Regions from separate parts of the Mus musculus genome. Here region 1 is linked to region 2. Evidence: chromatin contacts called from public Hi-C data. All regions are on one chromosome and are shown on one strand. The core of a region is the stretch at or near the end of the contact, and the rest is flanking DNA. Distances in the headings are between cores, read along the strand shown. Region 1 has its middle 13 kb from the start of Ppp3ca. Region 2 overlaps Bank1 (B cell scaffold protein with ankyrin repeats 1).

Evidence for each region. Hi-C and Micro-C count contacts between places; a contact is called where the count stands out from the background.
Region 1: a Hi-C map of the C2C12 cell line shows a contact between it and region 2, with 2.9 times the contacts expected there. The contact joins two enhancer-like sites. A contact is called at or near these places in 6 of 39 promoter capture datasets (the 3T3-L1 cell line, 3T3-L1-derived adipocytes, the C10 cell line and 2 more), 1 of 15 datasets of contacts at CTCF or cohesin (the NIH/3T3 cell line), 10 of 484 Hi-C or Micro-C datasets (the C2C12 cell line, the Patski cell line, bone marrow-derived macrophages and 5 more) and 5 of 115 datasets of contacts at active chromatin or transcription factors (the NIH/3T3 cell line, PVALB interneurons, bone marrow-derived macrophages and 2 more).

The regions. Positions count from the first base shown.
Region 1 is chr3:136,654,399-136,659,375 of GRCm38.p6, reverse strand. No RefSeq gene overlaps it. Among named protein-coding and RNA genes, the nearest start is that of Ppp3ca, 13 kb to the left of the region's middle. Within about 2 kb of position 1,700, at least 19 of the 459 cell types and tissues checked have an H3K27ac peak or open chromatin away from gene starts, as enhancers often do. A contact at or near this core is called in the C2C12 cell line, where this site is marked.
Region 2 is chr3:136,164,139-136,169,326 of GRCm38.p6, reverse strand. All of the region lies in intron 7 of Bank1 (B cell scaffold protein with ankyrin repeats 1), which reads left to right. Among named protein-coding and RNA genes, the nearest start is that of Bank1, 160 kb to the left of the region's middle. Within about 2 kb of position 2,461, at least 47 of the 459 cell types and tissues checked have an H3K27ac peak or open chromatin away from gene starts, as enhancers often do. A contact at or near this core is called in the C2C12 cell line, where this site is marked.

The DNA.
Region 1 (4,977 bases), core at 451-2,950, 490 kb before region 2:
AAAACTTACGCCTGTGGAGGTCAACTAGCTACTGATGCTTAGCCAAATTGGCATAGCCTCCAACTATCTTCTAGTATTCACATTTATATTTATATTATTTATTTATATTTATATCCCTAGGCAAATGTTATTCTTGATCATAATGACTGTAACATTTCATGGACCTAGTGAACTATTGTGAATACAGAGACTCATGGCTGCTCCAAGTGCGGAGAATAAGTGGTAGCCCTCGACAAGACACTTGGAGACACACATACATTCCCCGCCCAGAGACTTAGGAAACATTTTGGAAGAAAATCCGGTAAAGATATAAGAGCTGTTAAACAGGAGAAGGGCGAACCAATGCCATCTCTTGAGCATGCCACTGCTACTACAAATCATAAAGTCACAGCAGCTATTGTTGCTTATACTGGGCCTGCACAAAAATGGGTCTGTCAGCAGTCAGGCATGGATGTAGGAGTGGCTTATGAGGCCACACCCCTTTTGCTGATATTCAGGCTACTTACTGATTCTGGGACACAGAGATAGGGTAGTCATTGTCTTCAGCTCTGGACTCACTGGTGACTTCCCCAGGTTTCTCTGCATAGTCCCAAACCCATGGTTACACAGACTGCCTAGTCCAGGTTAAATGATTTGAATCATAATTCAAAACAAAAAGGTATAAATGTAAGAAAGACTGGAAAGGAGGGGAAGGGTTGGGTGGGAGTTTGAGAGAGATCAGAGAGGTTACAGGGTAAGAGTGATAAGTGTGTATTAAATACTTGTATGAAATTGTCACCAAATTAATTGTTAAGTAAATAACATGTTTTAAAGTTCTTTTAATGTACAAGTGAAAAAAAGTTCTTTTCTTACTTTATGAGTTTTAAACATATTTTCTATGAATATGAACATATATTTATATGATACATGTATATATATATAGAATGTGTGACTAACACAATTTTGTGAGTCATAGCCTTTTCTTAAATGTTAGTATTGTTAATTTAATAATATAGGAGTTTTTTCAAAACCCAAGCAGTTTTTATGGTTATCCTGTTTGGGAACTGTTTTAGTTAGCAAAACATATTTTTGTCATCTAATTCTGTTGCTCCTATACTGTTATGGTTAATCTTCTATGTCAGCCTGGCAAGTGTGGAATACCCAGGCATTTAGCTAATTATTAATCAAGATGTTGCTATGACGGCATTTTATAGATACACTAATCCACTCGTCATCAATTGGCTTTAAGTAGATTACTGTAGATAGCACTGATGAGCCTCACCCCACCATTTGAAAATCTGATGAATAAAATCTGTGAGGCATAAAGCAAGGACACAGAAACATAGGGACATTGGCTCAATCCCACAGGAGAGCCTGAGTATTTATAAGTCACCGACCACTGCCGCTGGACGCACCCGGACAAGACAGCCTGGTAAACACATCCAGCGGCAGTGGTCAGTCTCTGGGAAGACAGCCATAGGTCTCTGGGAAGACAGCCATAGGTCTCTGGGAAGACAGCCATAGGGGGCCATGAGTTCTTCACACTCTCCAGCTCTCTCCACAAACAGAGAAAATGCTGGGACAGCTGGAGACACAGGTAAAGGCACCCTGGAGCGGTCACAGGGATGGAGAAGACCAGCACAGTCATCATACCTTTTGATCAGGATTGAAAAGGACTTGTAAAGGGGGCTGGGGCAAGGGAAATAACCAAGCCTCCTTGAAAAAAAAAAAAAACCACATCTCATACAAGACTGAATTGTGTGGTTTCCAGTGGGTTGGTCTCACTATCCAATCCTATTCTCTCTCTCTCTCTCTCTCTCTCTCTCTCTCTCCCTCCCTCCCTCCCTCCTCCCTTTCCCCCTCCCCCTTCCCCCTCCCCCCTCTCTCTCCCTCCCTCCCTTTCCCCCTCCCCCTTCCCCCTCCCCCTCTCCCCCCCTCCCCCTCTGCTTTCAATTCTCACAAAAATGACTATTTTATTTCCTGAGATTCTTGAGTCAAACAACATACCCTTTAATTCCTTTATGGTTAAAAAAAAATGTATTACTAAGACAGGAAATACTTTGACTAAAATTGGAGTGACACTCTGTTCCAGGTGTTTGGAGCTAGGTCCTCTCCCCAGCCTGGGAAGGATTAGGTGTATACTGAGAGTGTTTTATTTGTTCAGATCTATTTCATATATGACTCATCCACATGATTCTACAGGTCAGCATCTCGAGTTCTATAGCTCGGAACGGAGCCCACATGTCCTCTTTCCCCGAATGCTTTCTTCTCTGCAAAGCTGAAGACGTTTCTTCTTTCTCTGGAAGCTTAGAGTTGTGCTGCACAGTGATCACCCACCATATTATTCCACGTCTGGATGGGAAAAGTGGAGAAAGGGTTCCCCAGAGAGAATGAGATGGGATTCACAATGTCTGAAAAGAACAGAGAGAAAAGGATGACTCCTGGTAACTCACTTCCTGAATTCATTACATTCCCGAGGACCAAATGTGTGTCCCTAAGGTCAATGTGACCCCACTGTACTTTAACCATTCTTTACTGTCCTGTGCCAAAGTTGTGTCACACTTCAGTTATGAATAATCGGCGTGTGTTAGTTAGCTTTTTAATACTGTAACAAGATACCTTAGATTAACTTATAATAGAGAAATGTTTGCTTGGATTCACTTGTTTAAGTCTATGTCTGACTGGTCCCATGACTTGGTACTGTAATGGCTCATTGTGGCATGAGCATGTGGCCAAAAAAAAAAAAAAAAAAAAAAAAAAAATCAATTCCCATGTGGCTGGAGAGAGTGAAAAGAGAAAAAGAAAGCTTTATGGTCTTGTGGTAATCTTTGCCACTAATGGCTGGAAGACTTGCTACTAGGTCCTATCTTTGAAAGTCCAGACCACACTTCCTAATCATACCTACCAGGAACCAAGCCTTATTATACAAGCCTTTGGAGAACATGTCAGAGCCAATCTATACCACTAGAATCATTAATAACAAGGGCATTTTATTTGTAATATCTAAGACTTGGAAGGGATCAAGATGTCCTCCAGTAGGTGATATAAACGAACAGTGTCATATTTGGTTAGCCCTAGAAGAAATGAGGGATGGTGAAATTAAACTCATATTGCACACAATATGACAATCTGAAAACATTCATTCTAGAGGATTCCAGCTGTATGGTCTTCTGGACAATGAAAAAAATATATATATTAATGTGTTTCTATAACAAAATGCCTGGAGCTGAGTTTCTTGCAAAGAAACAAGACTAACTTAGCCCACAGTTTTAAAAGTCAAAAAAATGATGACACTGGAAACATAACAATGGCAGGTCATACACAGAAGAAGACACCTGATGAAACCAGAGCCCCAGGGATTCTGAGGTCACGCTTACTTTTTATAGCCCATTCGATGGAACTAACTAGGGTTTCCTGATATCTGTATTGATCTCTTTTAAAGGAGATGACCACTCCTGACCTGATTACCTGGCACTAGGCTTCTTCTCTTAGAGGTTCTAGAACCTCCTAACACTACCATGCTTTCTACCATGAGACCTTCCAACATATGAGACTCTTGAAGGAAGGGCTCTATCTCCAAACCACTGCCCTATGTTAACTGTAGAACAAGTAGTAGCTTCCAGGAGATAACAGGGAGAGTGTAGTTCTAGAGGAACGGGATGGAACCAACAGTGAAAAATCTGTGTGGAACAACTTTGAGTGCATGGAATTACACGTTTGCCCAAACCCACAGACTATACAGCAGAAGTGAAGGGTAGTGTAGAGAGCACGGTGGAAGTGGTGTTGAGGTTGTGTTTGTGAACAGGTCTATCAATTCCTGTGCTCTCTGCTGGAGGATATTCTCGTGAGGAGAAAGCTCATGTGGACGAAGAGGAGTCTCTGGGACAGCTCTGGACCTTCCTATCAACCGTCCCTTGAACCAAAATCTGGCATTAAAACACAAAATCCCACTAAATAATAATTACAATAGAAAACTAAAGCATCAGTGTTTTCTTCTGTGAAGTCTGGGAGGAAGTTTGGGTAGAGGCAGCAGACACCATGAATCATGCAGTATCCAACTGCGTGCTCTGATAGCAACCCAGAGGCTGAGAGGTCACAGGAATGTATATAAAGTCACCAGAAGGCTCCCCAGAAGTCACTTAGGAAGGCTCACTTTCCAAAGGCCACACTTATGCCTTCTTGGAGTCTGTCAGAGCCTGTGATCTGCCCCTTTGCCTCCTCTCTCTCTTTCAAGGAATATTTGGCTTCCTTCCTTTGTTACAAAAGGAGCATTGTGTTTTAACAAAAGTGTGAAAACCTTTGTGCCCAAACAACAACATAATGTGAGAATTGATTCTAAGGGAGTCAAGACAAAGCAGGAAGCTGGGAGGAGGGGGCAGCACTGGGGAGGAAAGCAGGGACCTTTTCTTATGAAGGTGAAAGGGCATCACAACTGGCTCCTGCTTCTTAATAATCAGTGGTCTTCCCCAAACCAGGACACCTACCCGTGTCAGAGGTACAATAAAAATCAGGACACCTACTTGCACTGTCTTATAAAACTGGAAAACAAAGTAGGGGTATTTTTCTTCTCAGGAAAGTTCTACCTTAGGTGACTGGTGTCACAGGAAAGGACTAGTTTTGCCAGTTAAGTTCTCCAGCAGCTCTTTTCCTTTGAGTAAGGTAAATTGCCATGGTAATGTTTTGATGATAAATATATAAAACGACAACTACATCTATGAAAGTGTTACTTTAAATCTTTAAAATTCGAATAATATAATTCAAAGAATCATTTTTAAGATATTAATGAAAATGCCAAGTATCTGTTAATCATTAAAATTCAGTCACCCAGAGCATACTGCTATAACCAAGGACAGCGGTCTGACCTCATTTTCTCCTCTGTAGTTCCTTGGATGCACTGTCACATAAGAATATAGAAAAACAGCCTTATGACCCAGACATAAAAGTGTTCAAAATTTCTGATATGCAAGACGGAACAACAGAAACGTTTCATGAACCTAA
Region 2 (5,188 bases), core at 1,212-3,711:
CCCATTAACGCAAAGCAGCATGCAGAAACAGCAATGATATCCTAACCAATAGACAATATCATGAGCACGGGAGTTACCTTTAGTTCAGCCATCCTGATGATTGGGGTACCACACATTGAGATTGTTCAAAGGGATTATACTGGATTTAGACTGGGGGAAAAATAATGTATCAGGTCTGGGATGCGATCTTTCTGGTTTCTTACTGTTTCTGGTTTTCTTTTCCTGGTACAAATCTAGATCATGTCTTCTTTCATGTTCCTAGAGCTGTCATTTTATCCTGCCCTTCACACCATGAAATTTGCTGGTGAAGTTGTTATCCCATCATTTACTATGAGAGAATATCACTCATTTAGTATATGATTCTAGCAAGGGGTTCGTGAAAAGAGAATGCTGCTCTGTTGTATGATATGAATTTGAAACTAAGCCACCCTTTCAGAAGAAAATGCCCTGCATGCTGTTTCCCGCCTTGTTCAAAGTTGTAGCAGATCTTTGATGTAGTTTTGAGTTATACGATTGACCCCCCTCTCCTTTTAAGTGGCATTGTAAGACTCTCAAAAATTAATGGGGAGATCATTTCCGCATAGTTTGAGAATCAAGTCTTTGTGAGTATCCCAGTTCTGTCAATCATCTATATGCATTTCTTAGGGGAGAACTTCTAATAAACACAAGTTTTTTTTCATTCATAGCTGGTGTGATAGTGAAATGGAGATAATTGGTATAAAATGTTTAGTATGATGTTTGTATGGTGATTGCTTAATAACTGTCAAAATATTTCCAAATAATCTACATTTTAAAATTGAGCTTTTATGAAAAGACTCCTTCAGTATTTTTAAAACCACTACCTATTTATTTAAAATAAGATATTTTAAGATATAATTTACATATCTTATTTTAAGAATATTTAAAAGTGATGTTTCCATATAATACATGTAACAGTATTATCACTTGAATACATTCCTTGTCACTAAACCCAGAGTAAGGCTTACCCTGGAGGACTCTGTAGGCAGAAGATGGGATCAAATGACTTTCACTTTTCCTCAGCATTCTGTCCTGTATTTCCATGGAAACCGGGCACATAGTTTTGATTCGGGTCATCCTCTCCGCCCACAGAACCTTTCAGCTCTCCAGGCAATTGTAAAAGTATCTTCTTTTCTGGTTTGTTTTTATTCTTTGTAATTACAGCTGGAGCTCCAGCAGAGACTGAAGTAAATGATCCCCTGCTCCCTTGGAAGTCCTAGAGATCTTCGGGTTTAGGCAAGCTTGGTTATTCCCCCCAAACTAAAAGCACATCAAGTTGTTAACAGACCTTGAATGCAGCACTTGAAGATGCTCTGCAGTCCTGGAGAATAGCCTAGGTAATTCCAAGGGTTCTTCTTGATCCTCTCTGTGAAAGGATGTAAAGTCCTATCAGTACCCATCACTTGCTCTACCTCCATGCCTTGCTCTGCCATCAGTTCACAGAGGAAGCTCAATAGAAGATAAGTAAGATAGCACTCGTCAACATTTCAATCTGGGTGGGGAGATCTTACAAGACCCCACCCTAGATAAAGGGCTGTAGGAAAACAGTGGCAGCTTAGAGAGGAGGAAGTCAGTCTGTCTTCTCCAGAGAAAAGTCCCCAGAGAGGTGATTCAATCCATCTCAAGTGGTACACCCTACACAGACATATAGATGAGAGCAACACTAAGTGGATTCAGAAGGAAATTGTATAGAGAGTTGGAGAAAGCGAGGGAGAGATGTAACTATAATATTTAATAAGTATTCAATTAATTAAATTAAATTAAAAAAATAAAGGTCAAGAACTTGAGAGGGGGACATGGGAAGAGTTAGAAGGAGAGAAGATGGGATTTAATGATGTAAATTGTAGTCACATATGAAATCTTCAATACATTTTTTAAAAGAAAAAAAGAAAAATGCTCGCTTAGTTCCCAGGAAACCAACTGATCGCTTTTTGCACGTTGTCTGTTGTTGTCTTCCAAAGGCCCCTTGTCACATTTTTCTCTTAGTACGACAATACTGCTGGCAAGTCTGTTTTTCCTCATCAGCTATAATCTTCACTATACCAGAAAACAAATTAACCTATAATCTTCACTATATTAGAAAACAGATTAACCAATAGGAGAATGGATGTGCTTTTTTTTTTTTTTTTTTTTTTTTTTTTGGCTTAATTGTCCTCTTAGTAATCAACCCTCCAAAGTTGTGTCAGACAAGCCTTTTTAAGTTGGGTAACATAATGTCCCTGTCTCACTGGTTTATTCTCCCTGCTTCAGTTGGTCTTCAGTGTCTGGAAATTGCAGAGAGTAGAAGAATTACTACTTTGAGATTAGTACTTTTCCAGTAACCAGTTCTTGAGACAGATGTTATTTCTTAAGGTAAACCACGTTCTTGCGATTACTCATGGTCCACTCTGGGATGAAGCCACTGTCGGCAATGTGTAGTCCTTTCTCCGCAGAGTTCTGGTGTGGGAGTCTCCCATGACTCACCTCCTTCAGAGTAGCTGATCCATCATCAAGAAAACACTGTCTGAACTGGACCTGGAAACAAAATAGAAAACTATGTGAACTTTCTGAGGAGTTCAAGATTATGTGGAAACTTTGAAAACTTGCCATTTGGGCTATATGTGCATCTTGTGTTTTTCTTGGTTATTCAGTCTTCCTCTTGAAGCACAAGACTTGAAGCTACAACTCCTTTTTTCAGCGGTGCCTATCTTCACTATCTTCACAATTTTTGTTAGAGGTCAATATTTGTTTCTACTTGACCATTTATTTACTTATTATCTGGCAGGTACTAAATTCAAGTTAATCCTAGAAGCAAAATCTACCTTACAGATTTTAAGGGATACTAAAAGTTGCTAAGAAGTTTCTCAAGGTAAGCTAGTTGATTGAACTGCCAAACTTTAAAAGCAAGCATGATATAGAAATCTGTCCTTGCTTTACTAAGTTCGAATATCCCCTCCAAAAGAGGAATTGAAGTTTATTCATCACTATTTCAGAACTGGGAGGTGGGCCCTTTAAGAAGTGTCTGGGTGGTGCTGAGTCTGTTCTCACAGATCAGTGCCACCACTGCAGGTGTGTATTTTACAAAAAGCGTGAGTTCATTCTGACTCCCCGTGTCTGCCTAGCATAGATGGGCTGCTGCCCATTTGTTAGATTGCTGGTGCCCATGGAACTTTGCAGCACCCAGGACTGTGTGCCCAGTAATCATCCATTGTTTATAAATTATCCAGCCTGTGGCATTCTGTTAGGCTGTGTGAACTGGAATAAGACACTAAGTCATGTTGAGGAAACAGCTACTGCCTTTTCTTGTTGCTTTGCAGCAGGCTGCCCCAGTGATTTGCTTTCTTTCTTCTCTCTCTCTCTCTCTCTCTCTCTCTCTCTCTCTCTCTCTTAAAATAATTCTTGCTGTTTCGGGTAGTTGTATGCCAACCGGGCCCATCTGGTGCTATTTTTCTAGAATATTACAGGACTGCTTTCCTACTCAAAGATAACACTTTCACATGTCCTTAAAGCTTTTCTTGTCTTCATCCTTGCAGTGGTCACTCTACTGTAATCAGTTTGCCACAAGCTGGATTCCAATAAGAAATGGTGGAGGGGGGGATGGAGGATGATAGAAGGATCCGTAGCAGCTGTGTGGATAATGGATACTGACATCAGTCCTGTACACAGGCTCGGCTCAGCAGAGTCCTTCCCATAGCAGGAACTGCCTCGCTGCCAGCCATGGCTGCACTCCAGCACTCTGGTGGCAGACTGCATGGCAATGCAGGTATTTTGGGAAACACTACCATCTCAAATAGCTGAGAGCATACATAACCAAAAGCCCTTGAGAGGACAGTGTGAAAGCTTCTGGTATGTTGATAATTTCACTTTGATGTATAAAACTCACAGATTGTCTTGTGAAATCAACTTTCTGCCAGGAAGTCATAATTACGGAACCAAAGTCAAAGGCACAGTATAGCAGTGAAACCCTGTGTCCAGCTTGAGATGTTTCCTCTCAGCACTGAAGCCTCTTAAGATGCTTCCTAGAGAGTAGATTTCTGATGATACAGGCAAGAACAGTCGATATGTAGAACACTACTAAAATTTGAAAATGTTCAACCATAGCAAGAAAATGCCCACTATGCCAAAGCAAGTTAACAATATTTAGGTGGAACTATACACCTTCAAAGATTAATATCTCATCGGACATGTGTGCAGTATTCCCCCTCATTATCTGTAGGCATGAACAGAAAAGGCAGTCCCAGGAGTGAACTCATCAATGAGGTTCCACATCCAGAGGTTGGAAGTAATGCTTGTTTCTATACAATTGTACAATTTCTTTGATCGAGGCTGAAGGAGCAGAAGTCTTACCTATCAAGAGTAAAGTCTATTAGAAAAGTCACATGATGAAACTGCTTACCTCATTGTAAAGGTAACAAACCAATTCTGGCTTAGGTTACCAGAGATCTGAGGGTCAGGATTCTACCTCATCCTTGTGACACTCAGGTCATTTATCAGTTTATCAGAAAGATCACTACTTTCCCTGAATGAACACATCATTGAGAGTGAGAATTCCACTGCTGACAAATTGACATGAGAAGAGCATGGGGTCTTAGCCATGAGCCAGGTGCTTCCCCCAAGGCCAGGTGTTCCTGCACATAGATGAGGGTGCTCTCTCAAAGGGACCATGGCCTTCCCTCACATAGGCTGGAGGCCTCCTCACATAAGCACATTTGTTATGTCATGTTGTCAGGTGCCTTCTTTTACATGAACTGGGGCATTCCTATGCATTGGCCTTAGTACTTCTCACGGGAATGAGAGTGCTCCCTCACATTGGCCAGAGTGTTCCTTCACAGAGCTTGGATGCTCCCTCACATAGATATGAATGGGGTCCCTAGCTCATGCTATCCCACTCTCAAATGGGTGTAGAAACTCACTACATGGATCCAAGCATAGTCCCTCATAGGAGTTGAGTGTTCCCCATAGGGATGAGAGTATTGCCTCAGAGATCAGGATGCATCTTCAAAGAGGCCATGGTGCTCCCTCATCAGTTCCAAGACAAGTACTCCTCATAGGGGACTTGGTGCCCCTTTGATATGGGTGAAAAGCATAGTGGTCACAACAATTCTAGCCAGATCTAAGGCCTCTACTTCTCATTAAATGATTCTTTCATGAACTAAACTAGAAAGACATGTTTACCTAAACCCAGCAAATA